Regions from separate parts of the Mus musculus genome. Here all the other regions are linked to region 1. Evidence: chromatin contacts called from public promoter capture Hi-C data. All regions are on one chromosome and are shown on one strand. The core of a region is the stretch at or near the end of the contact, and the rest is flanking DNA. Distances in the headings are between cores, read along the strand shown.

Region 1 (5,857 bases), core at 1,819-4,318:
GTTCAGGGTATACATCCTGTAGGAGGGGATGGGTATGTTATAAGCAAACCTTGCATCCTTGCAAGAGATATGAGGTTTTGGCATTGGATAGGGGTCTGGAAACCAGACTCCCGAAGGTATCAAGGATGACAGTATTAATGGAAAGCCTCCTTGCTGAAACAGGAAGTGGCTTTCCTTCCAAAAGTCCTCAAGGCCAACTAGGTCCATCTATGTATGGTCGTGTCTTGGCAGAAATTCCCCCTGGGGTTGTGTCTGGCCTGGACAATGCTGAGCTGTGCCTGCTTCACATTGACTGGCCTGGTACTTGTGGTTAGAAGGTCTCTGCCAAGTGGGTTGTAGCTCCCTCTGTAGTGCCTTGGGACTCAGCTACTTGATTTTTCCTTCCATGTGACTCAGCCTGGGAGGGACCATCAGGACTAGGCACCATTAACTGGGTGCAGTTGATAGGATGGAAGAGCAATAGTCTTACTTAGAGTTTCTCTTGCTGCAACAAAACACCATCGCCAAAAAGCTAGTTGAAAAGGAAAGGGTTAATTCAGCTTACACTTCTAAATAGCTGTTCATCACCAAAGGAACTTAAAGGTGGCAGGAACCTGGAGGTAAGAACTGATGTAGAGGCCATGGAGGGTGCTGCTTACTGGTTTGCTTCCCCTGGCTTGCTCAGCCTGCTTTCTTATAGAACCCAGGACCACCAGCCCAGGGGTGGAAACACTCATAATGGGCTGGGCCCTCCCCATCAATCACTAATTAAGAAAATGCCTTATAGCCAGATCTTATGGAGGCATTTTCTCAGTTAAGGTCCCCTCTTTTTAGATGACTCTAGTTTGTGTGTCAAATTGACACAAGACTAGCCAGCTTAGAAGGTAACAGTCCCTGAGAGAAACTACCACATGAAGGCAGAGTACTGAGAAATCAAAGTGTGTGTGTGCATGTGTGTGTACTTATCCTTGGCCCTGTTGCACATGAAACCAGTGTTCAGAACTTACTCACTACAGAATGATTGGAACCTACTCACTGCAGAAAACAGTGTACTTGGCCAGTCAAAACTGGCTTTCTGTCACTTACAGCACAAGTCTGTCCAACTCTGCCACTCTCTCATTCCCTGCTCAGGCATGAAGGGGATGCCAGGAGTAAACAATGGAAAAGATACTTGTTTGTAGGTAGGAAGCACCCATCACTTGTGGGGTCCATTGTGGCCAGGGGGACTACTACCCCATGGACACATATATGAGTGGGAACCCTTTCAGTGGCCCAAGCCACACCAGTGAGAACCCCACACATGGCTGTCTCTGTCTGAGCCCTGTGCATTCTCAGGAACCCAGAAAGCCCTGCCTCCCATCTGAAGCTCCAGTACACAGGCTGCATGGAGGCTGCTGGGGGCTGGAAGCTCATTGGCCTACTTTTGAATTAAAGGTTCATCAAAGGAATGTGAATCAAAGGGGGCGTGGAAATGGGGGAAGGGGTGGGGATGGGGTTGAGTAGAAGGGGCTTGAGAAAGAGAGAAATGCCAGAAGAAAATTCTGAAAGTAGGGAGAACAGACAGAGGGTAGATATCTGCAAAACCAGGCATGCTGATACCATGGCCTGTGTCCTGGTCACATTATTCAGTGTCTCCCCTTGTCCATTCTTGCTGCTTTACAGCATGGTTGGGCACCAGGGCAGACAGTAGCCCAGGCCCCAGAAACCTTTCTCACTCCCTGGGAGGTTTGTACTCTTTTTTTTTTTAATCTGAATTTTATTTTTATTTTTTTTCTATCCTTTTTTTTTCCATTTTTTATTAGGTATTTAGCTCATTTACATTTCCAATGCTATACCAAAAGTCCCCCATACCCACCCACCCCCACTCCCTTACCCACCCACTCCCCCTTTTTGGCCATGGTGTTCCCCTGTACTGGGGCATATAAAGTTTGCGTGTCCAATGGGCCTCTCTTTCCAGTGATGGCCGACTAGGCCATCTTTTGATACATATGCAGCTAGAGTCAAGAGCTCCGGGGTACTGGTTAGTTCATAATGTTGTTCCACCTATAGGGTTGCAGATCCCTTTAGCTCCTTGGGTACTTTCTCTAGCTCCTCCATTGGGAGCCCTGTGATCCATCCATTAGCTGACTGTGAGCATCCACTTCTGTGTTTGCTAGGCCCCAGCATAGTCTCACAAGGAGGTTTGTACTCATAACCTTCTAGAATGCCCTGGCTTTGTCAGCCTTCTTGATACCAGATAGGGCCATCGGTCCCTCCGGTATTAGAAGCCCACCCTCTTCCCTCCAAACTCAGCCACACCCACTTTTCTTTCTGTGATGCTAGGGAGAAGCTTAGCTGAGGTCAAGGATCTGAGGATGTGACAACCACTTGCCTGCCCCTTTCTAGGAGAGCAGAAAGTACCCCAGCACACCCAAGTGTTGGAGCGGGTGGCTCTACTGTGCTGGGGGTGACAGAGAATCATTTCAACAGAAGACTTAGTTTAGGATCTGAGGTTGGGATTAAAGATTTTCACCACGGTTACCACGCAACGTCCCATTTACAAATCACAGGGGTTTCAGTAGGGTACAAGAACGTGGCTGTGTAAGACACTGGAAACACCCCTGTGGCTTATTTGGGGATGGAGTGGTGCTGATGGAGACCTAGGAGCTATCTGTATGAACGCCCATGCTGCCTCAATTTAGGGTCACCGCACACTAGCGCTAAGGGAAAAGCCCTGGGGCTGTTTTCTACGTTTGTCCCTGGGGCTTCTACCTGGAAGGCATGCATAACAAAGGCAGAACAAAGGAGCCACCTGCCTTCTTCCCTATCCCATTGATCTCAAGCTACCTCGGGAGGTTTCCGAAACAAGGACCCCGTGGTTTGTAGGGCGCCCCCACTGGTTCGTCTAGGGTTGAGCTGGCCCAGCTCCTGCAGGGTCCCTGAAGTGGGCTTCCCAGGCCCAGGCGGTTGGGAGAGGCCTAGCAGACAGCTTCGGGTCCAGAGCATCCTCCAGCCGCTCCGCAACAGGAGCAAAACAAGAGCACGCGCACCTGTCGGCGCCCCGCCCCCTCCGCCCGGCCCAATCGTGGGCAGGGGCGGGGCCGGGGCGCAGTCGGAACCCGCGCAGAGCGCCGCGGAGGAGCAGGAGCAAGCGCAGCCTCGTTCCTGCAACCTCGTCCCCGCCGCCCGCAGACTTGTCTCCACTGCCGCTGCCGCCGCCGCCCCCGGGGCATGGCCTGTCTGATGGCCGCTTTCTCGGTCGGCACCGCCATGGTGAGTCGCACATCCTTCGCACTCCGGGCTGGCTTTTATCTTCTAAGGAAACAGGAAGCTCAAAGCCAGGCTGGCTGGTCCTCACACCAGCCGCCTATGAGCGCATCCTCCGGGCGCTGACCTGGGGTGCTCTGGAGAGGTGCCCGGCGCTGCTCGACTCCGCCCTGGCCACCTGGAGCTTTGAGATGCTCCTGTACTGGCTTAGGGCATCCAGAAGGTGGAGTGGGGCGCGGGTAGCGAGCAACCCCACAAGTGGACAGGTAGATGGCCTTGACTTGTCCGCCTCCTGGGTGAGGGGCTGGAGATGTGGAAGCGCACTGGGGAGGGACTGCAGGCTCAGCCCGAGGGAGGGGAGGGTCAGATCTCTCTGAGGAGCTCTGTGGAGCGGGCAGACGGCGGGGGACTTCTTGCGCCACCCTCTGGAGTCCTGGGCACAGTGGGGGGGGGGGGACACAAAAAGAGAAACTGCGCCCCACGAAACGGAGCCTGCTCTCCTGCGCTCCCCAGAGACAGCTACTCTTGGAGGAGGCAGCGAAGTCCCAGGGGAGACAGAGGAGGACGAGCTCAGATCCCTGCCAGGGTGAGGGTAGGGTGTGGGCATTTACACGCCCCCATCCCCCCAGATACCAGTGTTAGGACAAAACCTGGGTGCTACAGAATTGCTAGACAAGTATTGTTTCTCAGAGGTGGGCAAGCGTCTCCTCTTCCACGGTCACTCAATGCTCCAGGAGAAAGCTAACATACAACAACAAAAACCAGCCCACCATCTGTCTGGTCTCACCCTTGGCCCTACCGGCTCTGTCTAACAAGCGGACATTGCGGTTAATAACCTCTTAAGCTGACTTCAGACTGTGGTGGAGTATAAACAGCAAGCCCTCCGTTTTCCCACCCGAATCGTGCCTTTCTTTCTGTTACTAGCCTGCCTGTTCCTTCCCAATACGCTAGAAGCCCACATCTCACAGTCCCTCCCCTTTATTTCATTTTTAGCATCCTGTATTTGAAGTCAGCAAGGCTCCCCAGGATTTGACCGACAGTTACCTCTTGCCTTGCGCTCTAGAGGAAAAAAAAAAAAAGCACTCGGCTTTGTGCGCATGCTCTGCTCTGACAACCGCATCCTGTGATTCCAAACAGGTTACTGTAGAACTCGTCTCGAGCCCTGCCCGCCGACTCATTATGTAATGATTTTGTGTAAACCGATAGAATGGAGCAAAGATGCACTGTGGTGATGGTGGTGGTTAGCAGGGGGTGGGGTGAGGCGGGAAGGAAGACCCTTCTAAGCTGCTCCCCATCCTTGGGCTGTGCTCCATTTCAGACTCGCCAGAGTCAATGAAAACAGGAATCGCTTCTCCTCGGGTATTCCAGTCTGCACCTTTATCTAGTTGACTCTACCTGGAGGCTTGGTTAACACTGAAAAATTGGCCCTTGTGCACGTATCTATCAATGTGAAGATTATTACTAGCAACAGAAAATTATGATAATTGACGATCTTTGCAAAGAGAGGAAGTTTGATGGGTTCTCTCTGCACAGAACTGGTTTGAACATGTAGATAAACGAACCGAACTGCTGTAGGATATAGGTTTCCATACAACATTATGGTTTGATACAGCCCAGACCCCTGCTATGAAGTTACCAATCTCATAATAGCTGGGGTTTATCTTTTATTTTTCGGGAAACCTATTGATATATTTGAAAAGACGTTTCTTCCTGCAAACCTGGCACCTTTGTTTGAAGTTTTAAACGTCTATCTGTCTGTGGTTATACCACCTTGGGTCCACAGATCTTGTTTGCTCTTGGAAGCCAATCAGGGTCAGCCTGGTTGGGACCTGTTTGGGAATAGGAAGTGAAAGCCACTAGGAATATCGGGTGCTATAGACACAAAACAAAGATGAAGTTAACTTTTAAAATGTTCTATCTTGGTTATAACAAGACCTCAGGATTTGCTTTTTAAGAGTCTCCTGCTTTAGGGTCCTGCTGATGTTGTCTGTGTGACAACATCTGTGTCTCCTCTAAATCTGGAGGAGCATTCTGGAGGGGGGCCAGAGCATCTGGGAGTACTAGGTTCTCTGAGGTGGCAAAGACACACACGGTGGGCATGTCCTTCCATGGGATGGTCAGCCCTGGAGCTTTGTGGCATTGTGAGCGGTCACTCAAGTGTAACCTGCCCTTTAAGCTTAGCTCAGAGTGTGACATTGGGATACTTTTCCTGTGGGAAATTGCTCTGATTATGGGTTAGCCTGTTTTCCTTGGATGCACCCAAGATGCCCTAGGATACCGTCTGGGTGAGCATCCTAGTTGGTCGTGAGGAAACACAGAGAAACCGGATGGCCCCTGCCCCAGTGTGCAGAGAGAAGTTCTGTGTCAGAATGTATCTATCTCAGTGAAGGGGTCTTCCAAGCCTAGGTGAGGCTTGCTGGCTGTGTGTGAACTTCCCCCACTACTCTGGTGTCTCTAGCTTCCCAGCATTTGTGTGGAACTCACTGGACACTTTGCCAAGAGAGCAATCTCTTAAACAGCCTCCCCCCACCCCAGGGTCCCCTCTGTACAAAGTTCCCAGGAACGGACTTCCTGCCTTTACCGTCTGTTCAGTCCTTAAAAACACATTCCTTAAGGAGAGGGCACAGTGTCC
Region 2 (5,857 bases), core at 2,102-4,601, 220 kb after region 1:
TGTTGTCACAGGAATGCTCATAGAGAGCACACGCAGGTAAAATAGGTCCCTAGACTGCACAGACACCTCCCAAGTCACTTTCTCCAGTCATTCAGGACTTAAAGAGCAAATACCCTTCATAGGTTTCCTGGTCTGTCTGCTGTCTGTAGACAAACTTGACCCAGAGACTAGAAAGATGGCTCAGTGGGTAAGAGCGCTGGCTGGTCTTGAAGAAGGTCCCTGTGCAGTTCTCAGCACCTAAATGGTGGCTCACAACCATCTGTAACTCCAGTTCCAGGGATTTCAATGACCTCTCCTGGCCTCCTCATTCATTGAATGCATGTGATACACAAATGTACAAGCAGAAAAGAAAAAAACCCATACACCCAAAATTTTAAAAATTAATATTTTTTAAAAAACCCAAATGTAAAAATAAACCACTTCTAAACCAATCTGAAATTGCTATGAATCAATCTATCTTGTAAGCTGATTAGACTGGAGATGGATCTCAGTGTTAGTGAAACTGCCTAGCGTGTGTAAGACCCTGGGTTTCACCCCTTCACACACACACGCACAGGCTCAGAGAGAGAGAGAGAGGAGGGAGAAGGGAGAAGGAGAGAGAAAGAGAGAAAAACACACATATATACGCACACACAGAGAACATACATACATACACAGAGAGGCAGAGACAGATACACATACTGACATACACACACATAAAGGTAGAGAGACAGAGACAGAGGGCAATAGAGACAGATACAGAGAAACACAGATACAGACACACACACACACAACTTTTGCAAGGAGTACCACTTGTAGGGGCTGAAGCAGGATTGTGGGATCACTTGAGCCATGGGGTTGAAGGCCACACCTGAGCCACAGAGCCCCAACCCTAAAATCAAGGGAATAAAAAAGTGATACAAGGTTGCAATCCTCCCCTTTTTTCCTATAGTTTTTAAGATGAATGTTTTCTGGCTCAAAATACATGGATGTAGCACATATAATACATACTAAAATGGCCAGAGCATTCAGTAATGACATAACATGGCTAGCTTATAACATCACTCTACATACTTTCAACATAGACAATAACATTAAATATTATTACATATTAAAATATAATGCACGGGGTTGGTACAGGCCATCACGTGGGAAACCTCATAAACAAACCCGTGAGCAGTTTAGCTCAGAAATTCCTGCCTAGAATATAAGTGTTTAACCCTACAAATTTGATCTCAGGGTTGTTCCAAACAACAGTGTGGTGGTTTGAGTGAGGACGCCCCCTATAAGCTCATGTATCTATCTCTGCATTGATTCCCCGTTTGGTGGTAGTTTGGGGAGACTGCTGAACCTTTGGGAGGTAGAGGCTTGCTGGAGGAAGCACATCACTAGGGACGGACTTCCGAGTGTTTGTAGTTTCATACCACTTCCTGTTTGTGCTCTCTGCTCGAATCTGAAGATGTCAGCTCTCAGCTACCTGTTCCTGTCGCCATGTCTGCCCCTGTGCCTGCTTCCTCACCAGGACAGACTCTCACCCCCCTGGAATCATAAGTGCAAATAAACCCTTCCTTCCATGAGCCATGGTGCTTGATCACAGCAATAGAAAGGTAGCTAATACCCACAATGCACAAAGTCACTGCTCCCATCTTGGAGGTCTCCCATTATGGCCAACGCTGAGTCACAGAAGTGGATCCCTACTGCCATCTCAGGGACCTCCCAGTATGCCTAACACTGACTGAGCTGTATGGGTGACTAACAGAGACATTCTTTAAGTTCACCTAAAGGTGGTTTGGTGTCTTGACTACAGGCTTAAACATGTTACAAATCAGTAGGAGCGGGCGGGGAACAAACCGGAAACCCCGATGGAAGACGAGACTGTGTGTAAATCAGATATGTATGAGCAGAAGCAGAGGGTAGATTAATGACCTCTGTGTCTCTCATGAGAGAGTGTGTGTGGATGGTGTATGGTGTGGTTTGTGTGTGTGTGAGGTGTGTGGTATGGTGTGTATGTGTGGTGTGTGTGTGTGGTATGGGGTATGTGTGTGTATGTGTGGTGTGTGTGTGTGTGTGGTGTGTGTGGTATGGGGTATGTGTGTGTATGTGTGGTGTGTGTGTGTGTGTGTGTGTGTGATGTGCAGTAAGGTGGGTATATCCATGACCATGTAGGTGTTTGCTCATGTGAACGTTCATGCTCATCTCTAGAAACCAGAGATTGACATGCAATGTCTTCCTCGAATCTCTCCACCTTATATTTTGAAACCGGTCTCTCACTGAAAGCTGGACACCCCCCCCCCCCCCCCCGTTCAGGTAGGCTGGCCAGCCAGCTCCAGGGATCCTCCTGTGCTAGCTCTTTACATGATAGTGGTATCTGAACTCAGGTCCATGTGGCTCAGCAAGCACTTTACTTGACAGAGCCATCTTCCCCATGGAAGGAGAACCCTAAGAAACCAGGTCTGTCAGATTGGAAAGGAGGCAGCTAAGCCAGGGCGCATGTTGCAAACTTCAGGTGCAATACCAGCCTCCAGCACGGAGACCATGAGGTCTAGATTTCACACTTGAGAGAGTCCTGTTTTTTTGCACTAGCTCCTTGGTGTTGGGAGCAAGGGACTCCAAAGCACTCCTGCATCTTCCCACTGACCAAGCTGCTCCTGCTCATGGATGAAGAAGTTAAGTAGGGAAGCCTGCAAAGAGGTCTGAGCAGGTACCAACACTGCATTACAGAGCATAGGGCTGGGCTCTTCAGTTGATGCTCAAACTCCCGTTTGCTCACACACAGCAGGCCTAGTCCCCACTTTGTCAGCCAGGGCGTGGTCATTCTCGGATTTAAGGATAAACAGCCGGCCCACAATGCACTCACCATGAGAGCACATCCTGGCTATGGGTCCTTTGCCTTCCCTCTGTTGTCTACACTAGGGAAGTGATCCCGATGACTTGGGATGGTTCAGAGACACTGATTCAAGACCTACATGGTGAAACCTTGAGAGCCCGGGCCACCTCAGCACAGTGGTGAGTTGTCAGGAGGCAACCTTCTCTATCCCTTTAACTCATACCCTCTGCCTAGAAATCTTCGCCTTTAATGGGAGGCGGGATGGGAGCGGGGAAGGAGGGTGGAAACTAGACGTCACGGCGTTTCACCTTTCAAGCGACTTCCTGGACTCAGCGCCGCCAGTGTGGCCGGCGTGGTTCTGTCCCCGGCCTTTCGGCCCTTCGGTCCCCACGCCTCCCGCTCCGGAGCTGCGACGTACTCCAGAAGTCCCTCCCTGGTCAAGAGCTCTCACCCCAAGGTCGTTCTCTCCCTCCTCCTCTAACTCCTCAGAGCCCAGGTCCGACATGATCTGGTTTCAGACAGGATCTCAGGAGCAACGTCTCTATCAAGCAGTTACCAGCCACCCCCACGCGCGTCCCGCGTCGTCATGGAGACACTGCCCGCCCCACTTGGCTCTCCGCCTGAAAGAGTGGCGGAAAACGGCTGCAAAAGAAGCGTGGGAGGAGCCAAGAGCTGGAATAGTGTCCTAGCAACTGGAAGGGCATTTCTGCCAATCGCCGCCCAGGACGAGGGGGTGGGCGGGGCCTTGGCAGACTTGGTACCCACGCAGACCTGGCCTCCTAACATGGGCAGTGTCACTGGCCTGGGGAATGTCCTTAGTAGTCTAGTTTGTGGGCTCTACAAGGAACCACCTGAAAAAGCAGACCCGCCATTAGGATGAGAGATGTATCTCAAATCTAGGCCTTGCCTTTCAATCCCTTGGGTCCCCCGTGGATGCAAGGACCCTCCCAGGCTCATCTACACTGAGATGTTTGTGGTCTCTAGATGAGTGTACTCTTGAGTCTTTTCTGTTTCCTGTCAACACGTATACACTGGAGCGATGAATTCTGACCACTCAAACTCATGCTCACTGACCCGGGTCAGGGTTTAACATCTCAAACCAATTCAGGTTACTTTTGAGCTTTCTCTCGCAAAGAACCCACATTCATTCTGCTCTGTCTTCTGGTGCCTGTGGGCTTCCTCTCAAAGGCCCAGCCTGTCATGCCACGCATACAGACCCACTCAGACCCACTTATTCACACTGACTGTCTCTTACAGATAGGTCCCTCCAGTGCCACATTCTACCCTGCAAGGCCCCTCTGGGTCCCCTCCCACCCCTATACTGTCATCCCAGGCTCAGACCTTCCTGCTAAGCTAGACTTTCTGTCCCGGTATCTGGCCTCCTACCCGTCTCACAGTTTTCCTCTGTGCAGAAACCCAAGCACACACAGGCTCCCTCTATGTCCTCAAGATCCCCCCTCCCTGCACTAGCTACATTGCAAACAAACCAAACCGCCCAATCCTCTAGTTCCTACTTCTGGCTTCTGCCTGCTCTAGCCCACCAGCTCCCTGGAATACCTGCTTGCCCACACTTGAAAGCACACCAATACACTTTTTTTTCCTCCCCAAAGATTGGCTAAAGAGCTGTCTCCCCGTGTAATAAAACGTAAAACATAACTTGGGACAGACAATTTAAAATGCTAATGTGCCTTGATGTGTATGCAGTGTTCCAATTCACACACACACACACACACACACACACACACACACACATACCAGGTGCCGATTTCCACAGCCACAGCCACAGCCACAGCCACAGCCACAGCCACACGACCACTGTAATCACTCCTGGGTGCAACCTTTAGAATCTGCTCTTCACACTTCATGTGAACTGTCCTTGTCACTGTGACAATTTTGGTTGTCAACCCAACACACTCGGGAAGAAGGGATCTCAATCGAGGAATTGTGTCCTGGTCTGTGAGAATGTCTGTGGTGGGTATTGCTCATTGGTGGAGGAGAACCCAGCCCACTGTGGGCGGCACCATCTCTAGGATGTGTAAGCAAGCCAGAGGGCATGAGCCAGTAGGTAGTGCTCCTCTTAGGTCTTCAGCCCGTAAGCCAAATAAGCCATCCCTGCCCCTGAGTTGCTTTGGTCCATGCTATTTTACCATAGCAACAGGAAGGCAAGGTAAAACTGTCACTGTGATGTATGGTAGGTAACCAAACTGTCCTCACTAGGTTTTATACATGAGCTAGTGTGCCCTCTGACCAACATCCCTGTAAGTTTGACCTGTTACATCCCACAGCAGCTGGGGTTTAAATGTCTCCTACAGAATGCCAGGTGCTGTTGGTAGATGCCAGCGGCTTTTCCACCACTGAGCAAATCACACAAGGCCACAGCTTAGCTAATGGTTATGGAGGTTTTAGTCCTGGGTAACTGGCTCTACCACTTTGAGACTTCTGTCAGCATGATGAGAACCCTGGTCATGAGGTCTGCCTCTGGGTCAGAATACTTACTTGCATTAAGAGCAAAAACATAGTGTATATACAGAGACATGGGGAAATGAATTAAATATTCTTATCCTGAACTGTGGAGAGAGAAAAATTCTCAATTTCTCTGCATCTGCCCCCACGACAGAGTTTCCATCTCCAAAAAAGGACAAGGAAATCTGCGTATGTAGATACAGCCATGGGTCCATGTCATTAGAACTGAAAGATGAGTCGTTATCCTGAGAGTCTCTGCTCTAGCACCAGGGTTCCAGTGTGTGGTCTGTCCTCACGCAGCACAGAATGTCCTGGAGAAACTCAAACCCTCAAATCCAGTCACCTCTGTCACATCTGTCACCTCTGCATACCATGTCACCGTGGGAATGAGTGACTCAGGAGCCCCTTTTAGAGCGTGTCCCAGTGATCTGACTTCCTTCATTCCCTACTCGTGCCACAGGTCAGTGACCTAGCATATGAGCCCTTGGGAAACCCTTCCAAACCATGCCAGTGGTGCTGAGGTGAGGCCTTTGCAAAGCGATGAGGCCGTGAGGCCGCACATCTCTTCAGGGCATCCAGACCGTTACA
Region 3 (5,857 bases), core at 967-3,466, 170 kb after region 1:
TCTTATATGCACTTATGAATCTGTCATGTATATATACTAACTTAAAATAGCTTTTAAACTGCATGGATTCGGCCAGCTCCGCAGCGGGGCTATCCCGCATCATTTTAGCTTCACGTGCTAATTCATAAAACCTGAGGAGCACACCTGCAAACGCAGGAAAGAAAACTCAGCCGGATTCCAGGGCTTTCATATCAGGTGTCCCCTCGTGACCCGCTAACTCACAACAAGGGCCTGTACAGAGAGCTACACACACCCTCCTGTGAAAGCTGAGCCCCCAGCCTGGGAGGTGAAGGGCTGAACAACGTCACAAAATCAAGGAAGCTTTGGTTTCCTGCAGAATCTACATGGTCAGTTAGCCGCTCTAAAAAAAAAAAAAAAAAAAAACAAAAAAAAAAAAAACAAAAAAACAAAAACAAGCAGAAGAACATAGGGCAGGGCTGGCATCAAACTCCAGGAGGCTGGGGAGGAGGGGCTATTAGGCCCTGTCCTCCTTGTCTCCCACCAAGGGCAGAAGACCTCACTGTGACAGAGAAGCCATCAGCCAAGGGACGAGCCTGGACTCTGCGGCTACTGCAAAGCTTCTGCACTAAACTCTGTCTAGCAACGGTTCTACTTCCTGCAGTATGTCACCTGCACCTGGACAAGTGCCCCTCCTTGTGACCCTGACCTTCCTGGGAGACCAGTTTCTCTCAGGAACCATTGTACATTCGTAAAAGTTGCAAGAAAAAGGAAGTTCTGGATGAATGCTGGGGTGTATGTGATGAGCTTCCACTTCCCCGACCCCAATCTGACACCCCATCCCCCACCCCACACACACACACCAGGATAACTACAAGCACTGTCCCCCAACCCCAGGCTAACTGTGGTGTGACATAGGCTGGGAACTGGCAGTAGGCTGTCTATGGCCTTTAAAGCTGCTAAATATTCTTCTAAACATTTAAGGAGGTTTTAAATTGGGGCATAGTGGCACCCAGACTTAATTCCAGTACTTAGGAGACAGAGGCAGGCGGACCTCCATGAGATCCAAGGTGGCCAGTGCTACACAATGACACTGTCTTAAGGGAAGTCCTGGCAAATCTGAATGTGTCATGAAAGCGTTAAACAGTGGGGAATGTAGACTGACACCTATGTGCATAGAGAGTTGGCCTGTGGCCAGACTATACGTTGTATATACATTCCATATATAACTCCCAAGGGCACAGGACTCACACAGGGTACGCTTGATACAAACAGCAAGAAGCACCCAGGGAGAGATCTGCATACCACATGGGAAGAGGCCCCTTCCTACTCAGAGGAACCTCCCCAGCCCTGAAGGTGGCTGGCACTGGAACACATTGTACTTCACAGACAACCCCCACCAGCACCAGTGTAAACTCTCTAGCAGGTGGCTGCAAGATTCTAAGGACCCTGTGGTCCCAATCCAACACCACCCACTTGTTACTTGGAAACCACATATTACTGGAAGATAGCTGTGGGGGACAGACCACCGCTACCTCAGTTTCAGCCATCTTCACAGAACAAGTATACAGCCCGGCTGCAGATCAGAAAGGCCGGGGCTGAGAATCAGAGCCCAACAGAAGCTGAAGCTGTCTTCCAACCACATGAAGACCTCCCACCACAGAGCTAATCAAATCCCACAAATCGAGCTGTCAGGTTGAGGCTTCCACACAGCAAGGGCGGGCCGTTGCTGGATGAACTGTGTCCCTCCAAACACTCATATGCTGGAGCCCTGATGAACATTTATATTAGAGAAAGACCTTTCAATTGAGGGGTCCCTTATCCAATCTTACTTTGATCAGAGTTCACTAAGGATACAGGGGAAGACACTAGCTTCTCACCAGGCCTAGGACAGAGTCCCCAAGATGAATCACAAGTTCCTCCTGTATTGCCTTGATCTTGGACCTCCTACACTCCGGGACAGAGAGACAATGAAACCTGTTCTGTCATTGAAGCTGTGTGACAGTAAGCCCAGGGCAGACACTAACACAGCGACTTTGTCTTTAAATGCCACACACTGAGGTGAATCCCCTTCTAGGAACAGAGGTGAATAGAAACTTCATCCACTTCTATGGCATCAGTTAACTGCTAAGTGACACACCTAAGTCCAAGAGGAAAAAAAAAAAAAAACCCGACAAAATGTCACGTGCTTCCCTCTGTCCCTTCGCCACCCATGTGCTCGCCAACCTCTTGCTTGCATTTTTAGTTGAATGACTAGCAGACAAACTCAACTTCCTCTCTGACTGTAAAGTTCACAGATGTCACTCGGAGATAACAATGGTTTTACTGTCTGGGCAGTGGGCCCCACGTTACACATGTACCCCTGCTTTGCCCTCAGGAAGACGAGAGCAGCCTACACTTCCTGTGTGAGGGTGCTTTAGCTCCATCTGCTCTGCATGACAGGTCATTGAAAGCTGCTCTCAGTGGCTGCAGTGTATGTCACAGTTCAGCTCCAGGATCCACTGACACCCGCACTCTATCCCACTGGCATCTGTAGCTTAAGAACGCATGAAGTCCACGTCTTATTGGTGTGTGCCTTTAATGGCCAAGCCATCTCTCCAGCCCAGGTCCACATGGAGGAGCCCATAAGAGGTTATGAATTGAAACAAGACACGTCACAATGACAGGGACAGAGAGCCATAACTTATGGGTAATCTAAAAATACTTGAGACCAGAGAAATGGCTCTGCAATTAAAAGCGCTGACTGTTCTTTTAGAGGACCCCAGTTCAATTCCCAGCACCCACAGTGTGGCTCACAACCATCTGGAAGTCCAGTCCCAAGGGATCTGATGCCTTCTTCTGGCTTCAATGGCTATCAGCCAGAACCACAATGCACAGACATACATGTAGACAAAGCTCCCATATATGTAAAATAAAACATTTAAACACATGAACTGTATCAAAACGCCACAAAGGTCACAGATGGCCCAGAGCGTGGTCACAGGTGTCAGGCAGACAGCTGCTGCCGAGAGACTCAGGGCAAGTGAGGCCGAGTGGCTCTAGACAGTCTCGGGCTGGGATGGTGGGGAACTGTTCCCTGCCAGAAAGGGGCTGAGTAAATAAAAACGCACCTCATGGGTGGTTGAGGAGAGTGAGTCAGAGAGAGCTGTCAACTTCAGAGTCACTTCCGGTTTTACGATACTTCAGACAAAATCCTGATGGGATCATTGCTTTGAATGCCACTGAGTAAATGAGGTATTTACCTAGAAGAGACATCAGGAGAGAAAAGTTGGGAAGACATCGGGGCCAAAGTAATGAGAGGAGGGATCAACACGTAGCTCAATGAATGGAGGGCTCGCCCAGTGCATACAAGGCCCTGAGTTTGATCTACAGAGTCCTCTAAACCTGGAATCCCACACTCTTTGCCTACATAGCTTAAGGCCTACCTGGGATACCTCAGATCCTGTCTCAAAAAAAATTTTTTAAGAAGATATTAATGGAGCTGAAGAGATGGCTCAGTGGTTAAGAGCACTGACTGCTCTTTCAGAGGTCCTGAGTTCAATTCCCAGCAACCACATGGTGGCTCACAACCATCTGTAATGGGATCCGATGTCCTCTTCTGTTGTGTCTGAAAACAGCTACAGTGTATGTGTGTGTGTGTATGTATATGTATGTATATATATATATATATACATACATACACATACATATACATACACACATATATATACATAAAATAAATCAATCTTTAAAAAAAGAAGAAGATACTTACTAATGGTATAATATATCAAAAATTAAAATAGGGTTTTGGGTCAGAGGCTATAAGGCAGTATAAGGTAACAAAGAGATTTATCTGGCATCCTGGGAAATGCATGTCTGAGAACCCCACAGAAGCTGGGGGAGAAGGGTGAATGACATCCATGGTAATTTGTTCCCCATACACTTGTTTACCCAAGTCAGTGCCTGGCAGAGACAAGAAATAAACAGAAAGAACGTGTCTTTAGACAAACATGCCTCCGGCTTCGGTGATGGGAGAGCTTTGGTGGGGCCGAAGCCAAGAGGTCTCTCAGAACGCTTGGTAGGCCCATCTTTATTGGTGACCAGTCACCGCTTGGCATTCATGACCTCGGTACATTCAGAATAACCAGGGCACCCCAGGGCAGAACAAGGCAAGGCCTGAGCTTTAATGAGGTGAGTCTGCTCCTGTGAGGGGAGCCTGTCTGAGCATTGCCTTTGAAAATGGCAGTGACTCTGATCCCATGTGACCCCGAGCCAAACATTCACCCAAAACTAGCTCAGTGGTACTGCGGGTGTCACTAGTGGAGATCCAGGCTTACAGTGGCCAAGTCAAATCTCACAGCCTCCACATCTCCTTCAAGAGCAATGTCCTGTGGCTCAGCTGCAAAGTGGGGAGTTGAGCTCGCATCTGTGTCCGTGGTAAAGCACTGGTCTAATGTGTGAGGCCCAGGCATGATCCATAAGACTGCAGAGAAAGGATGTCAGGGAGAGGAGGGGAAGGGAGAGAAGAAGAAGGGAGAGAAGCCTGGTGTGGAATTCTCCCATCACCCCAGCGAGGTTCACACTCTGTGAACAGCCTCTGCTGTTCTGCTAACCCTCAAGAGAGTTGAGCCACCCATGCACGCACCCATGCACACACACACACACACACACACACACACACACACACACAAACACACACACTCCGAGTGCCTGCCTCCTCTGCTCGCTCCTCCATCCCCACCTCTATCCCCAACCACCCACAGGCTGTGTCAATCACAGCCTTGAGGAATTTGGGAGAGCTGCTTCCATCCCCAGATAGCCAGAAGCCTACTCAACCAGGCCACCACCCCTGCATTATTGCAGCCCATAATACTCTACCTTCTGAAACCTAGCTATACAATCTGCTTCCCCCTCCTCCCCAAAAAAGTGGACCAGAGTCTAAATATGGATGGATGCATAAATTAAGTTGTTAAATTCAACAGCCGACAAAACCATGACCATCTTTGCATTTTCAGTGGGTGGTAACCATTTCCCACATTTCCAGTAATGAATCAAACTGTTCCTTGTCCATAAAGGAATTGGAGAATAACCTTGCTAGATCAATAGATGCTCAGATATAGCAAAGGTTCTTGGACATAGACGGTGGCAGGCAGAACTTCGCATGGAACACAACCCAGAAGAGCCCAGCGTGTCTGTCCAGGAACCGCATGAGTAGCTGTCACTGGGGCTGGCCATTACTTTTTAAACAGTTTACCAAAACTTCTCCTTGTCAGAAATGGCTTCTTCCCTGGGAAAATCACTCATTTTCTGCTCTGAGGAGGAGTCATATGCTCTGTCTTGGTCATTCTCCCTTCTCTCTCGCCACCCGCCTAGTCCTTCTGGACAGGAAGGAACTCTGTATGCACCAACCCCTTCCTGTTTCATATCTTGGGGTTCGCTTTCCAGTTTGCTGTGGCTCTTCCCCTACCCGTGTGTCCCCAGAGTTCCTGACTGCCTGTTCGCTTCCTGGCACTTTAAGTAATTTACAGTTTCCTGGTTACCTGCACGTGCTCAGGTGCCATCAGTACCCACTACCCACAGAACACATCTCTAGCTCTTGAGGTGTCTGGTCACTATTACAATGTCCCGACTACTTTCAGCTGAACACCTCTGACTACAGTAGATGGTAAATCAGCAGATGATGTGTGAAAAAAATAGATTTGATATTTACTAAAGGTACACAACCAGTAAGATATAGAGATGTAGAGGGTGAGATGGGGAGGGGATCTGTTGAAGTTTGTGATTGACAGATCCAAAGTCTGAAGGTCAGCCCAGCAGGTGGGCCCAGGAAAGATCTGGGGCTATAGCTTGAGTCTGAAGGTAACCTGGAGACAGAATCCACTCTTGCTCCATGGAGACCTCCATCTCTCCTGCCTTAAGA
Region 4 (5,857 bases), core at 1,901-4,400, 130 kb after region 1:
CACAGAGGGCATGGCTGCACATGTAAGTGCGTCAAATGCCATGGGATTGTTCTCTTTTAAACATTTGCCCACGCTACATAAATCTCACTCATACTGTGTCAGCAGAAAACATCTTTGAAACTGAACTGGGTGATGATGTAAAACCCGTCTGAGATAAAGTCAGTAAATGTTTGCCTAGCACCTGATGTGTGTGTGGCCAGGCCTTGCTTCCCCACAGCCCTTCCCCTCTCAGGAGAGACGGGGGTTGTAGACGTCTGACTTTCATTGCAGCAAGGCCTCTGTGTCTATCAGAGCATCTCTCTGTTTGGTGCCCTGTGACTCTCAGTTCCCCTCTCTTCCCCTCTCTGACCAGGAGCCTCTGTAGGCCTGTCCTGATTCCCCCTCCCTGAAGAAAAGCAGATCTGGCTCTCAGCAAGGGATCAACTTCCCAGCTCATCTGCTGGTCACCTTTCTCCTTGTTGAGTCAGGCAGGGCCATTCCTCTAGTCCTTCCCCTGTATGCCTGGGTCACACCCGGGGGATTAGCTGTGTTCTAGGGCTGATACCCACATCTATCTCCTCCTGGCTCCCTGTGGCAGGTGCAGGGAACACGTGAGCTGGAGAGTCAACGCCCACCTCCAACTGGGTCACTCCACCCACCTCCAACTGTTCGTGAATCCAGTCCAGGAAGGAGGTGATTCGCGTATAGACTCCAGGCTTGTTCACTTCAGCACAGCCGATTCCAAAACTTGTTGCACCCACTAACTTCCACAGTCTCCTCTCCTGGCACACCAGGGGTCCTCCACTGTCTCCCTGCAGAGTCAATAGAAGCAAAGGTCAAGAGGCTGGGACAGCTATACTGTCCCGGCTGCACAGACTTTCCATGTCACATCACCGGAGAACCATGTGCACACCTCTCCCTGTATACTTCTAGAATGGACTCAAGACATGGCTCCTTGACCATATGGGAACGCTTCCCTCTGGCTATGTCTGCCTTCAGATCCCAAACACTACACTTTTAAGTCAAAGGTGGCCTGCGTAGCCCACTGAGCTGGAAGAGAGGGAGTCTGCCTGAGCCAGATCTAAATCACTGTGTCCAACGGCAGTACTGAGTCTCATTCACTGTGGATTTTGCAAGCCTGGGTTCATCAGCTCATAGCCCCCTTTCCCACTCAGAATCAGGCTGGAGAGATGAGGGGAGGCCACATCCTGTGTGCCCTGAAAGACTGGGAACCTGGGTAAACACAGGCTGGGCCACCAAGAAAGCCAGGGGATATCTTAAGCAAATCTCTTCCTTGTGCCATGTAAATTTGTTTTTCACGGGGAAACTGGCAGGGGCCTGTCCCATGGGCTGGGTCACTAAACTAGACCCTGGCCTTTTGCCGAGGCCCCAAGGGCTACTGGAAGTCCTTTACCTGGCAGCTGTCCACACCGCCCTTCAGGTAGCCTGCACAGAGCATGGAGGGAGAGATGATACCACCATACACGTCCCTGTGGTTGCAGATCTTGTTTGAAATTAAAGGGACAGCCGCGTGGTTCAGGACAGGGGAGGCGTCACCTGCCTCAGAGTAATGTAAGAAATTCATAGTGAGACAGAGTTCGGCTTAGAGAACAGAGTCAAGAGAACCAGGGGACATGGGACTTTCCACCTGACAGGAAGCAGTCACAGCAAAGACCAGGTCTACTGTAACTGGGACAGCAGACTGTCACGGAGCCCGTGGCACCCAGAGTGTCCCCTGCTCAGTGTGCTGTCTCACAGCCAACCAAGCCTCGACCCATGCCAGTCAGTCCACATTGCAAAAGGGAAACTGAGGCCCTGAAGGCCGCCCACCTCTGGACAGAGCTGAATTCAGTCAACAGTAACGTGTCCCTCCAAATACAGGTGTGGGCCCTGAACCTGTGGCTTTGCCATTGACTAGGGAACCTTGAAGGTATTCAAGGGTATGGTTGTGAGCTAGCCCAGATGATGCTGGTAAACTCATGAAAATTACAAGGACCTATCAACAACTTGAAGAAGGTGACATCAGAGCAACTCCAGAGTCAGATCAGCCTGTCAGCCTTGAAGTCAAGGATGAGGCCGTGAACCCAGGAGTGTGGGAGCAAAGGTAAAGGGACAACAGCTGTCACCGTCCCCAGAGACAACTGAGGAGCCAGCCTACAGCACAAGTGACCCCTGAGGCTGGAAGGTAACAAACAAAGTGGGCATTGAATCCTGGAGTTTGAGAGGCTGAGGCAGGAGGCTTGTGGTGAGGTTCATGCGGTCAGCCTGGGCTGCAGTGAGAGCCTGCATGAACACGTCTCCAAAGGCGAACCCTGAGCTTCTCTCATGGGTTGACTATAACCTCCTTCTTATTTGCCTGCCTGCAACCAAGACATGTGATCTTGCTTGGAGCAGAAGCTGCTAAAGTATGGATCACGTACCATGTGGAGGCTGAGTTACCTTGCATTTAGGGCAGGCTCTAGATCTGACAACTGATGCCATGGGGCCAGGGGTCAAGGGACTAAGATGATGGATCAACCTGGAATGTGGTAGGTTGGATACCCAGAGCTCACATTAGGGAAAAAAAAACAAAACAAATAAACAGAAAAAAATCAAAAATCAAACAACCACATAGACATTGGATCTGGGTTGACACATTAGCCAGCCAAGGAACACTAAGGATAGCTAGAGCCACCAGACACTGGAGAGATGCTGGGACAGACATCTTGACCTCAGACTTCAGAAAGATAGAGGACTCAAGTCTGCCCTTTTGAGCTTTTTGAGCCATCCAGGCCTCAGTAGTTTGGCTACAGTTTCTAGTGACAGCAGGCTGGCCTGTGCCTAGAAAATGCACAAAGGAAAGCCATTGCTGGAGAGACTGTGTCAGCACTGTGCCTTGGATGCAAGGGACAAAGATGTCCCTGGCAAGTACATGACGTGACCATCACTGAGAGTATTAGCATTACCAAAGCAGTGGAATTAGCTGAGTCATGCCTTCTATAGCAAGCTCATAGGAGAAAATAACACACCATGCCAGTTCTCAGACAAGACTTCGTCATCTTGTACTGCTTGGTACAAGCTTGAGGCTCATCAAGGTGTGCTTCAGACACTTGCTTCAGTAGAGTAAGAAGGGGCAGGAAGGAGGGTTGGGTGGAGGCCTCACCATGGAGAAGTACCCACACTTCTCCACTATAGCTCATTTCTTCATGAAACCTCAAAACGTCACACTGTCCAAAGAGGAGTGGCACCATGGTGACCCACGGCTATTCAGCAGATGGCTGTTGTGAACAGTTGGCCTGCCCCAACCCTGAGCTGGGACATCCAAGCATCCCGAGGGGCCCTCCCTGTCTCAGGCTTCAGACCACTGACCTCCATCCTCTGTGGCTCCCCATCCTGAGGTCCAGCACAGTTTCCCATCGGGAAAGTTCTCTTCAGAGTTGGGCAGACAGATGGGCTGGATGGTCTCTGTTAGAAGGGGCACAATGAGGTGAAGTTCCTGAAGCCACTGCCCCAGAAATCAACTGACCTCGTGTTCAGGTCTCTAAACCCACCCTCTAGGAAGTGGTTGGGCCTTGGTTATGGAGCTAGCTCAGAGCAGAAGCCACGCCCACTCATCTCCCAGATGTAGCCCTAAACTGTGGCAGGAGTCCAGAGCCCAGCAGCCAAGCCTGTCTGTAAAAGGCTGGACAGTTGGATAGAAGACAGTTCAGGCTTGTGAGCTATGTGGACCTCATCACGGTTGCTGGAACCGCAGGAGACATACACAAAGGGGCTGATGGATTTATGACAAGATTTTACTCGCTCAAATGTGCATTGGGTCACACGTGGCTGGCCCTTGGGCCACAGTTGATCACTCCTGGACCAGACGTTAAGTGTTAGTGGTGACAGCCGGCCTGCATCTAGGCTATGCCGCTGATGCTCTAGCAAAGCCAAGCAGCTGCATGTGCCCAGGGCTTCTGTGTGAGCAGCACCTGAGATGCACCCCCTCCTCCCCATCCTGCATGGTAATCATGGAAAAGTGGAGAAGGATAGAGACATATTTAACTATTTAACTCTTTAGCCAAGTATGCTACAGACAACTCCCTTTCTAGAATCAAATATCACCAACAATAATTAGCAAGTAACCCCCACCCCCCACTTAAGCAGCTTTTCTGTTGCCCTTGAAATCACACAGGTTTGCTGCCGAGAATAGGAGTCTACCTTGGAAATGGCCCTGCCTGCCCTCCAGAGTGCTTATCCTGGGATGGTCAGGACTTTTACTGAAGCCAACATTCCTCCTGCTTTGTGCTTTGTGAGTTTTGAGAGTTCTAGCTGGGCTACCTAGAACCTTCCAGATGGAAGAGAGAGGCTCTTTGCAAGCCCTCAAGCTGCCCCAGCCTGGGACTCTGCTCCTTCCACTGGAGAGGCTGCAAGCAGCAAAAACCAGGACAGCAAAGTGCTCTGGGTCCCTGAGGACAGGCGGCTCTCTTCTGCCACCTAGAGGCATCAGGTAGCCATCTGCAGCTGGCACAGGGCAGAGAGAACAGAGCAGAACTGGAAGGCTGTGAGGTTGAATTGGCACTAGAGGGACAGCCAAGGTCGACAACCTAAGTCTAAAAAACGTAACAGGCTGAAATCTTAAGCAAGGGCTCCGTCTCCTAACATGCTCACACTGAAAACACCTAATTCGGGCTGGGAAGGTAGCTGTGCTGGCTAAGTGCTTGCTGCACAATCATGAACTGCTGAGTTTGATCTGGGCCACCCATGTAAAAAGGCAGCTGTAGTGGCATTGAGGGTGTTACCCAGTACTGAGGAGGCAGAGACAGAGACAGAAGGGTCCCTGGGGCTTCTTGGTCAGTCAGTCTATTAGGCAAGTCTAGATCAATAAGAGACTGAATCCCCCAAAAAAGCAAGGTGCTGCTTCCAAAGGAACAACATTCAAGAATGACTTTCTGGCCCCCTATGTGCATGCATACATTTGTGCATGCACATGCATGTGCACATGTGTGCTCTCGAACACACACCTTTAACGAGCAAATGCTATGCACCTACATCAACACCTAGCTGAATCAGATTTTGGAATTTCCATGCAAGGATAGTAAAGCAGACAGTATAACAGTGCCTCGACAGGCAAGCTCTTGAAACAAGCTAAAAGCAAGTGCAGGGCAGAGGCCTAAACGTTTGTACCGTCAAAGGTGAGTGGCTCGGACAGCTTCATGAGGGCTATGTCATTGCCCAGCCGCTTTGGCTTGTACTTGCTGTGATAGATGATTTTCTCCACCAGATGGGAGGGCACAGGACTGTCCATCAGGGACACAAGACCCACCTGGACAGTCCAGGACTTGGGGTGGTACAGGCTGAAATGCACAAACAGAGAGGTGAATCTCAGGAGAGACCCAGCCCTGTTGAACTCTGGTGTCCCAAGAGCCCAGGGAAATGGTGAGAGATGTGGGATCTCCAGGTGGGAGATGGCCCAATACCCTACACATCTGTGCCCCACACAGACCACACTCGTGTATACCCCCAGACAGGTCATTCTTTCCATGACACCCCAGAGATACGCATTTGAGATCTGGGCTAAGCTTTGCTCTCTGCAGAGAGGCTCTTCTCCATTGGACAGTAACCAAACCAGGAGATAAAAAGAGAATCCGCCACTAAGGTGTTTCTGGGACTACTAAACGCCTGGCAGACACAGCTTCAAGGGGGCTCAGTGTTCTCTGGATACCCTGCACTTCCACCCAGGGTATCCTGCTGTGTCATACCATGGATGAGGAGTAGTGAGCGACGGGAGGACCTAGGACCCTTATTTCAATGGGTCTCATTCTGCCTTGAGCTCCCTCCTCCCTTTTCTACCTTCCCTGTGCCAGCTCAGCTCACGTCACTCTCAGACGCAGAGACAGATCCACTGTAAGGCACATGG

The links. Promoter capture Hi-C pulls out the DNA fragments that hold promoters and counts their contacts. Capture Hi-C pulls out chosen DNA fragments and counts their contacts.
Region 2: a promoter capture Hi-C map of pancreatic islet shows a contact between it and region 1. The contact joins the promoter of Rsph1 here to the promoter of Abcg1 in region 1. A contact is called at or near these places in 4 of 39 promoter capture datasets (the HPC-7 cell line, hematopoietic stem and progenitor cells and pre-B cells), 3 of 115 datasets of contacts at active chromatin or transcription factors (double positive thymocytes, embryonic stem cells and forebrain) and 2 of 9 other capture datasets (adipose tissue and pancreatic islet).
Region 3: a promoter capture Hi-C map of the HPC-7 cell line shows a contact between it and region 1, with 2.2 times the contacts expected there. The contact joins the enhancer-like site here to the promoter of Abcg1 in region 1. A contact is called at or near these places in 8 of 39 promoter capture datasets (the HPC-7 cell line, embryonic stem cells, hippocampal neurons and 4 more), 4 of 115 datasets of contacts at active chromatin or transcription factors (the HPC-7 cell line, bone marrow-derived macrophages, effector CD8 T cells and 1 more) and 3 of 9 other capture datasets (adipose tissue, embryonic stem cells and liver).
Region 4: a contact with region 1 is called in a promoter capture Hi-C map of hematopoietic stem and progenitor cells, with 2.1 times the contacts expected there. The contact joins the enhancer-like site here to the promoter of Abcg1 in region 1. A contact is called at or near these places in 6 of 39 promoter capture datasets (the 3T3-L1 cell line, 3T3-L1-derived adipocytes, embryonic stem cells and 3 more), 1 of 115 datasets of contacts at active chromatin or transcription factors (embryonic stem cells) and 2 of 9 other capture datasets (adipose tissue and embryonic stem cells).

The regions. Positions count from the first base shown.
Region 1 is chr17:31,054,626-31,060,482 of GRCm38.p6, forward strand. Abcg1 (ATP binding cassette subfamily G member 1) reads left to right here and starts at 3,069. Exons shown (of 15, transcript NM_009593.2): 1 at 3,069-3,231. The coding sequence starts at 3,190.
Region 2 is chr17:31,273,945-31,279,801 of GRCm38.p6, forward strand. Rsph1 (radial spoke head 1 homolog (Chlamydomonas)) reads right to left here and starts at 3,352. Exons shown (of 9, transcript NM_025290.4): 1 at 3,258-3,352. The coding sequence starts at 3,311.
Region 3 is chr17:31,221,790-31,227,646 of GRCm38.p6, forward strand. All of the region lies in intron 6 of Ubash3a (ubiquitin associated and SH3 domain containing, A), which reads left to right. Among named protein-coding and RNA genes, the nearest start is that of Ubash3a, 17 kb to the left of the region's middle. Within about 2 kb of position 2,217, at least 95 of the 459 cell types and tissues checked have an H3K27ac peak or open chromatin away from gene starts, as enhancers often do. A contact at or near this core is called in the HPC-7 cell line, bone marrow-derived macrophages, effector CD8 T cells and 2 more, where this site is marked.
Region 4 is chr17:31,183,176-31,189,032 of GRCm38.p6, forward strand. Tmprss3 (transmembrane protease, serine 3) reads right to left here. Exons shown (of 12, transcript NM_080727.2): 8 at 5,125-5,294; 9 at 3,328-3,423; 10 at 1,394-1,536; 11 at 639-791. Among named protein-coding and RNA genes, the nearest start is that of Tmprss3, 12 kb to the right of the region's middle. Within about 2 kb of position 3,151, at least 13 of the 459 cell types and tissues checked have an H3K27ac peak or open chromatin away from gene starts, as enhancers often do. A contact at or near this core is called in hematopoietic stem and progenitor cells, where this site is marked.